Linked DNA regions of Mus musculus: all the other regions are linked to region 1. A link is a contact called in public Hi-C and HiChIP or PLAC-seq data. All regions are on one chromosome and are shown on one strand. The core of a region is the stretch at or near the end of the contact, and the rest is flanking DNA. Distances in the headings are between cores, read along the strand shown. Region 1 holds the start of Ptprg (protein tyrosine phosphatase, receptor type, G). Region 2 has its middle 55 kb from the start of Gm41097. Region 3 holds the start of Thoc7 (THO complex 7).

Evidence for each region. Hi-C and Micro-C count contacts between places; a contact is called where the count stands out from the background. HiChIP or PLAC-seq counts read pairs in DNA pulled down with a chosen protein or histone mark.
Region 2: a contact with region 1 is called in a Hi-C map of the N1E-115 cell line, with 15 times the contacts expected there. The contact joins the enhancer-like site here to the promoter of Ptprg in region 1. A contact is called at or near these places in 5 of 39 promoter capture datasets (cranial neural crest, hippocampal neurons, liver and 2 more), 4 of 484 Hi-C or Micro-C datasets (the N1E-115 cell line, cortical neurons and uterus), 12 of 115 datasets of contacts at active chromatin or transcription factors (SST interneurons, VIP interneurons, astrocytes and 9 more) and 1 of 9 other capture datasets (liver).
Region 3: an H3K4me3 HiChIP or PLAC-seq map of embryonic stem cells shows a contact between it and region 1, with 6 read pairs. The contact joins the promoter of Thoc7 here to the promoter of Ptprg in region 1.

What each region holds. Positions count from the first base shown.
Region 1 is chr14:11,552,303-11,555,002 of GRCm38.p6, reverse strand. Ptprg (protein tyrosine phosphatase, receptor type, G) reads right to left here and starts at 1,450. Exons shown (of 30, transcript NM_008981.3): 1 at 671-1,450. The coding sequence starts at 755.
Region 2 is chr14:9,392,242-9,394,941 of GRCm38.p6, reverse strand. No RefSeq gene overlaps it. Among named protein-coding and RNA genes, the nearest start is that of Gm41097, 55 kb to the left of the region's middle. Within about 2 kb of position 1,316, at least 25 of the 459 cell types and tissues checked have an H3K27ac peak or open chromatin away from gene starts, as enhancers often do. A contact at or near this core is called in the N1E-115 cell line, where this site is marked.
Region 3 is chr14:13,959,985-13,962,684 of GRCm38.p6, reverse strand. Thoc7 (THO complex 7) reads left to right here and starts at 1,372. Exons shown (of 8, transcript NM_025435.3): 1 at 1,372-1,500. The coding sequence starts at 1,482. It also overlaps a transcript of Atxn7 not described here.

The sequences.
Region 1 (2,700 bases), core at 201-2,700:
CCCGAGGCTCCCAGGCCCCCCGCGTCTAGGGAGCTGCCTCCCGCTTGCACTGAGGCGTAGCCCGCACCTCAGCCGGGAGCAAGGCTGAAAGGAGGCGGCCCGGCGACTACAACGCGGGCTGCTCCCCACATCCTGACTTCTCTGCAGCCAGCCTCCGCCTTCCATCCCCAAACGCCGCCCTCCCCCCTACAAAGGGTCGGAGGGATGCAAAGTGAGCCACGATTATGAGCTCCTTCTATCCCCGCAGAAGCAACGGGAGCACCCCATATTACTCAAACCAACAGAGCATCCTTCCCACAGCCAATCTCCCCAGACATCCTATCGTGCAACTATAGCCCTCCGGATCAGCTCCGGATCAGCAAAGCAAGTCGCCTTCCCCCGCCCTCCCATACTCCAGATGCTTCAAGCTTCCCAAGCCACAGTCAGAGCACATCTCTGAGTCCCCAACCCTCCCTTCCAGCCCGCCACTGCTTCTGCCCTCTCTGACCATCAGCCTCCTAGAACACTGCCGGAGCCAATGAAGCAGAGCTCTCTTTCCTCCTCGGTAGCCCGGCCCCCCTTCACCCTCTCCGCGGTCCCTAGACTGGCGCCCAAGCTCCGCGCCCCGGCGACAACTCCGCATACCCCGCGCGCCGGCCAGAGACGCGTCCCATCGGCGGCCCTCACTCACCCGGGAAGCACACCACATAATGAAGCACAGAACTGGTGATTTTCAGGAACAAAATCCACCAACACGGTTCCAGTAACCTCCGCATGTCCGAAAACGCACATCGAAAAGAGAAAGGCAGGGGGGGTAAACTTGTTGAATAAGTTCTTGCTTCCGAGCGAGGCTCCGCTAAGCCTGGAGGCTTTCACGGCTCGCCCGCCACACGGGGCCCCCCACACTCGGCCACCGGTCCCGCTGGAATCCGGGAAGCTGCCAAGCGCTCCCGAGAAAACCTCAAAAAGTGACCGGGAATGCAAAGCCAAGCTAGGGACGATCCTCTCGGAGGAGAAGGGCTGCTTTCCGCTCAGACACGATCCAGCCGACAGGCAGGGCGAGGAGAAGACGCACGGCGGCAGAGCCCGGGGCCCGGAGCAGGCAGGGACCGCGGGTGGCGGTGGCTAGCAGCGGAAGAGCCCCAAGTTGAGTCGGCAGCGCAGCGCAGCCCGAGAACCAGCGGGCGACGGCGGGGCTGTGCGCGGCGCGGCGGCTCCGGGCTTCAGGCGGGCAGCTCCTTCCAGGGCCCCGGCAAGGAAGGAGGCATGTCTGCGAGCCTGGAAAGGGAGGGAAGCGGCGGGGCGGAGCGCAGAGCCCCCCAAAACACAAACGGCCAGTGGAGCGCAGGGAAACACAAAGGATCTCAGAGGGGCGCCGGGGCGAGGGCGCCTTCAGTCCATGCTCCTGAAAGTTGTGGCTCCGGCGCAGGCTGGGGAGGAACCGAGAGCGCGGGGCTGGAAACTGGCCATGCCTCCATACAGGAAGTAACATGTGAGCATGGATCCTGGCAGAGACTTTAAAGCCGGCGAGCGGGCGAGCGAGCGAGCTGGGGGCGCGCGGCGGCGGGGGCGCGCAAGCACGGGCGCGCGGTGACGCGCATCCCCGAGCTGCCGCCGGCGGGGGCGCGCGTCTCTTAAAGCGGCCGTGCTGGGCTCCGGCTTCCAAGGACTTGCACTACTCTCCTCTCCAGGCGTGCCTAGGGCTATGGGTGTGCGTTTAGGGGAGCTGGTAACCCTGAAGACAGGGAAGAGACCAGCTGCCATCCAGGGTCGGCATGGCTTTGCTCCATTTTCGAGTTCTTAAAGACGAAGTACGGATTCGGAGAGATCCCTGACCTCGTTCATGGATCCGGAACTTGGGGGAGGGGGAAAGGGTGGTCTGGTTGGAATCTGGGGGAGAGGAAAGGACCAGCAGCTACATTTTCATGGAGAGGGGACTTCCGTAAGGCCTCACCACCTGGACGGTGTCTTGACGGGGTGCACCTCCAGCGTCCCTCTCCTGCTGCGTTCCCGGGCTAAGAGACAAAGCCCAGCGGCCTTTGCACTCAGGTTTCATTGAGGTTTTTTTGTTGTTGTTGTTTCCCCTTCCCCCTTTCCGAGCTTCCATTGTTCGAATCTACCTCTGGGAGATAGGGAAAGGGACGGGAGTCCATCCCAGGCTAGCAAAATCCAGCTCCAGGCCCACATCGGCTTTTCCCAAACCACGAAGGTCTGTCGTGGACTTTTCCCCAAACTACGAAGGTCTGTCGCGGAGTTTTCCCAACCCCCGGATTCGGGAAGAAGGTGGCTGCAACTTGGCCTGGTTAGGCAGAGGGCAAATGAAGTGCGCCTCTCACCCGGGGCAGGGGAAAGCAGCACCCCGGGGCAGGACTGGTTTCCCGCAGCCGTCCTAGGAGACACGGCTTAAGTAAACTACAGGGAGAGGCATCCGGGGGAAATGCAAGGGCTAGGTTTATCTGTAATGAGTTTTGTCCCTTGGCTCTCACAGAGATCTTTATCGCTTGGGCTTTTCAGCAACCTATTTTTTCCTCCTACGTTGGTGCTAAAAGAGGGGAGGCAGGTTTTGGTTTGGGTTTTTTTTTTCCATCAAATTTGTAATTGAGCCAACGTAATTAGCCATTTGTATTTTTTTCATAGTTGTTCTGCCACTCTATGAAAAGGATATGGACATATTTTTAAAGTGTCCCCTTGCCGTTTCATCGCAACGCGGCACTGTCCCAC
Region 2 (2,700 bases), core at 67-2,566, 2.2 Mb after region 1:
GAAAATGCCCTACCAGGCGAAAATCTCAGGCTAAAGAAGATGCCACCATGAAACCAAGAAATACACAGAGGCAAATTCAGTCAGGCAACCATGACAGGAAAGACAGGAGGCCACTAATAGGAAAGTGGCAGATATGAGTGCTGGAATTAGCAAGTGACATTACTAAGCCTCACTGGGCCTCATTTCTCTTACCAGTGACATGACTGTTAGGCAGTTCCTACCCACCAACACTGCTGTGGATTTTAAGTAACCAAATCTGGTTTTCCATTTGTGTGTGTGTGTGTGTGTGTGTGTGTGTGTGTGTGTGTGTGTGTGTGTGGTGGGGGTTGGCCTGAGGACTGAGGTAGATACTCTCTACCATACCTTGAGGCAGCATCTCTCAGTCAGACCCAGAGCTTTCCTATATGGTTGGTCTCCTTAGCCAGCTTGTGCTGGGAAACCCTGCCTTCCAGGCAGATTGCCATACTCAACTGGCATCTGCATAGGTTCTGGGGATCTGAACCTGCATCTTCACACTTGCAGAGCAAGGGCTTTGACTACAGAGCCATCCCCATGGCGCCCTGTTGTGGGATTTTAAAGCTTCTTTCATCATAGCACCCAATGCAGAGTAAGTGCTGCCAGCGTTGTAGCTGCCATTGTTGGTAATTTAGTGTACAATCTGTCTTGTGTTAAGTTTAGCTAACCAGGGCATGGGAAAATAGCAGAATTAACAGTTAAATGGGATGGCAACCATGCTTTTACTTAAGATAACGACCTTTTCATTAAACTAACTCTTAGTAGCTCTTGCCCTGACACACTAAGCATGTGCGTGCTGATTTAGCCTCAGGGTTTGGCTATACAATCAGTGTGTATTCTGGCATCTAGTTTGTGTTGTGGGGCTAAAGCATGATAGTGCCTGTAAAACTCTATTGTTTCTCATTATCAATATCATTAAAACACTAGTAATACAATACAACAGTAGAGAGTCGAATAATTCAATTTAAAGTCTGCCAGTCAAACACAGAGGGAGGACTCAGCTGAAGCCCTTTTCCAAAAGGAAGTTAAAATCAATTTTGATCTTTTTCTTTTTTGGGGGGAGGGCTGAGATAATAAGATAAAAGTTTTGTAAATCACAACACATATTTCATCTAGTGTCTACAAAAGCAAAGGTTTTAAAGATCTTTCAACTTGTCGTCTCTAAGATATTTTGACCTCTACTTTTTATATTACCAGCAAAATAGGCAATTTGTCTTTCAGATTTAAAGCAAGACACTGTCTGGAACGCAGGGGAAACTGCACCATCTGCTGGCCGGAGTGGAGAACTGCTGGGAAGAGGACACTTTCTGCTGAGGAGGTAGAGTTTCTAGCTATGGGCTTGCAAATGGAAAACCCAGACACAGTTGGAGTCTCTGAAAGGTCACAGCTTGAATCACACTGCCATGCTGCTTCTCCTGTGACAACTGGCTCTTGCTTGTCTCTAGGAACACCATCAGCCTTTTCAACTCAAGAAGCAGGAAGTCATCCAGTGAGAGCCAGCTGGGTGTTCTGATAACTGGTTTCCTTGCTTTGTCCTTTGGCCTGGCTGGGAGTGCATCAGAGCCTGTGTTCCAAGGCCTGTGCAGTTTCAGACCAGCACAGGGCTCCAGAGTTCCTCTGCCTCTCCCTTCTTTTCCGTAGGGTTTCAGGCCTGTGGGATTGCAGCCTATAGAGGAAGCCAAGGAATCATGCCATTGGAGCTGAGTGAACAAGACACCTGCTGCCTGTTCTGTTTTGGGGTTCCACCTCTCCAAGGCACAGAGCAACTCAGGTGGCCTCATTTTAAACAATTTTCAAACTCAGAAGGCTTTACATACAGTAGAAAGTTCTGGACACAGGGCAAGCTGTGCCTTTGAGACTGCTTCTGAGCCCTATGTAGATTCTGGATATACTGGCTAGTTTTATGTGTCAACTTGCCCCAAGCAAGAGTCCTGAGAGAGGATGGAGCCTCAGTTGAGAAAATGTCATCATGAGATCCAGCTGTAAGGCGTTTTCTCAATTATTTATCAGTGGGGGAGGGGCCAGCTCATGGTAGACGGTGCCATCCCTGCAGTGATGCTTCTGCGTTTTGTAAGAAAGGGGGCTGGATAAGTCATGGGAAGCAATCCAGTAAGCAGCATCTCCCCATGGCCTTTGCATCAGCTCCTGTCTTAGGTTCCTGTCCTGATTGGGTTCCTGCATTGACGTCCCTCAGTGATGAACAGCAACATGGACGTGTAAGCCAATCTTCCTCAACTTGCTCTTTCGTTATGATGTTTCATCGTAGCAATAAAATCCCTACGACTCTGGCCAATGTGCTAACTACTGTCACATGTGCGTTTGTATATTAATAATTCATGTAATTCTCTAAACAACCTCATGAGGATGATTCCAGTGAAATTGTCATTTTAAAGACAAGGAAACTGAGGCAGGCCATGTTCTTTTCAACGATTCAAAGAGAAAGACCACCGACTCAAATCATCATGGCCAGATTATTTAAAACAAACAATTAAAGCAAGCTTTTATTATTATAATTATGATTCTTATTTATGTACATAAGCTGGGCTGTCTCCCTCTTAAGGCAGGGCTCAAGAGATCAACACTGTATGTGAGGAAGGTAAGATGTTTTTAGCTCTGAGGGGTAGGGGATTTCCAAATAGGGGATTTGGCAGGCAAAATTGGCAGGGTTACAGAAGCAGAATAGAA
Region 3 (2,700 bases), core at 123-2,622, 2.4 Mb before region 1:
CCAAAGTCCAAGTTAGGAGGAGCCTTTAGACCAGTACTCTTTCAAAAAGTCAGCGAGCAGTTCCACATTTGGAAGAGGTCATTTATGCTTCAAAATCTTCATTCAGGGTAATTTCTGCCTTTGTGACAAAAGTAGATACTGTATTTGACCCATACATAGTTCTGCCTAGAGGTTAAAAACCACCTCCCTTGAATGATCCCAAGTCTTCCGCTAGAAAGAACTGAGGGAACACAGGGCCGATGCATGGATCCCACTTAAGAAATCTCAACAACCAAAAAATGACCCCACACCATTGCCTTATGCAGGATCTGAAGGTTCAAGGGATTGGGATCATGAAAACTGATAAACAAAAACCTGGGTTATAAAGTCAAACTCTACCCTGTTGGAGGTCAAATCAACTCTCAACAGGAACATGGTTCCACTAGGAGAACATTCCTCAATGTTGAATCAAAATGATTTTTTGTTTTGTTTTGTTTTGTTTTGTTTTTTTGTTTTGTTTTGTTTTGTTTTTTGTTTTTCGAGACAGGGTTTCTCTGTGTAGCCCTGGCTGTCCTGGAACTCACTTTGTAGACCAGACTGGCCTCGACTGCCTGCCTCTGCCTTCCAAGTGCTGGGACTAAAGGCGAGCGCATTCACTGCCCGACTCCCCCCCCCCCCCCGGGAGGGGGGTGGTTTATTTCATTTTTCAGAAGAGATGACACTATAACCTGCAGTGTGTTCTAGAAATGTGTACTCCGCACCCCCAAGTAATGTGTTTGCAATGAGCAGCACCCCCACCCCCAACACCTACTTTCAACTTCCCTTTAAGAAGCAGTTTTTGAAAAGCAAAGTTAGTATGAAAATGAAGGCACCCCATCTGGATTCCAGCAGCGAGGGAGAACTGGATGAGAGGTGAGAACCGGAGGGACCTGAGCCCTGGGTCCTGAGTGACGCTCCCCAGACAGGTGACCAAGTTTCTTTCCCCCGCTTCGCCAGCACCCGCCAGAGCTCAGGAAGGGAGGATGGCTTGCCGCGCCCGCCTCAAGAATACGGGTTCGAGACCCACGGCGGCAGTGGCCGCGCCCCCGTCCCACCGGAGCGCACGGTCGGGGCAGCCCGGGACAGAGGTCACCTGGAGCGTCAGGCGCGGAGCCCCGCGAGCGCGCGCAGCCCGAAGCTCACCTGGCGGCTGGCCGCGGCCTCCAGGGCGGCCTGTGGGCGCGGGCAGGGCGGGACGGCGGTGTCCCCGGGCCCAGCCGCCGCCGCCCGCCCTCCCGCCGCCCGTCTCGCCCTTCACCCGCCGGCCGCTCCGCGCCCCAGGAGAGCGGCGAGCGCGGGTCCGCGGCGGCGCGGCGCGCGCGCCGGCGCGACTCAAAAGTCGGAGAGGGCGGCGGGCGCCGCCGCCTCCTCCTCCATGACTGTTTACCCGGCTGCATTGTGGGAGTTTGACCTTCGCCGCCAACCGCCGCCTCAGCTCGGCCGCCGCCGCCGCCGCGCACGCCATGGGAGCCGTGACTGACGGTGAGGCCTCGGCGGGTGCGGGGACGCGGGGCAGCGCCGGGATCCGGGCCGTCTGGGGTGGGGGGCTCCCGGGGCGGTGCGCGGCGGGGAGAGGCGCAGGGCGGCTCGCTCGGCCCGGGCGATGCAGTGCCCCGAGGGGGCCGCCTGGGGGGCTTCCCGGGCCGGGCTGGGTCGGGCCCACGGGCAGCGCGGCGGGCCCCAGGGAGCGCAGGAGCTCGGAGGGCGGTGGAGTGAGGACCCCGAGCTGGGGACGGCGGCTAAGAGGAACAGGGGTGTCTGGAGGGCCGGTCGGGAAGTGTATCTGGGCGACTTACAAGGTAAGGCGCCAGCATGGGAAGAGGCCGGCGGCTTGGACCGCGGCAACAAAAGGAAGGCATGTTGGAGCGGGTGAGTTGTTGGCCTGAGTGGATTAGGAGTGATGGATGGTGGACAGTAGATGTCTGTGGGCTGAGAGCAGAAATAAGAGCGCGTTTGGGAGAAGGATGGACTGACACGATAGGCAACTGGAGCAGGAACTGAGAAGGTACCCGCTTTGGTAGAAAGGTTCCGGTGGCTTGATGTTGTTTGATGGGCTGATCAATAGCTATGGATCCCAGTGGAGAAACAGGGGACTTCCAGAAATGAACAACGATCGGCCCAAATTTGAGGACGGGCCGAGGAAATACCGATGTGGGTATAAATAAAGGCCTCGGAACTTGGTAGGGGGGATTTTAACCTTGGTTTTGTTTTTTTTTAATTCGAGTTTAATTTATTCAGGAAGTACTTAGCTTACTTCTAGGCAATACTTTACTGAACACGTTTGATACCCAGAAGCAGCAGGTAAAGGTGTTTCCTCTTATACGTCTGCAGTGGCTGTAAACATTAAAAATTGGTAGGGTGGCTGTGTGTGTGTGTGTGTGTGTGTGTGTGCGCGCGCGCGCGCCTGCCTGCCTCTCTTTGAGCTGTCTCTGCCTCCCTCCCTCCCCCAGGCAGGCCACCCTACTAGAGTGGCAGTCAGAGGACACTTGCTGAAGTCACTTCTTCACTTCCACCAGATGGGTCCTGGGAATTGAACTGAGGTGGTCTTTCTACTGGTGATTAGAAAACTTGACAAATTTGCTTTCCCCCTTCCTTTGAAGGGTAAATAGGTGTTTTAAAACTGGAATTACAAGTGACCAACCACTTGCCAAAATGATGAAAGAAATTCAAGATGGCATATAG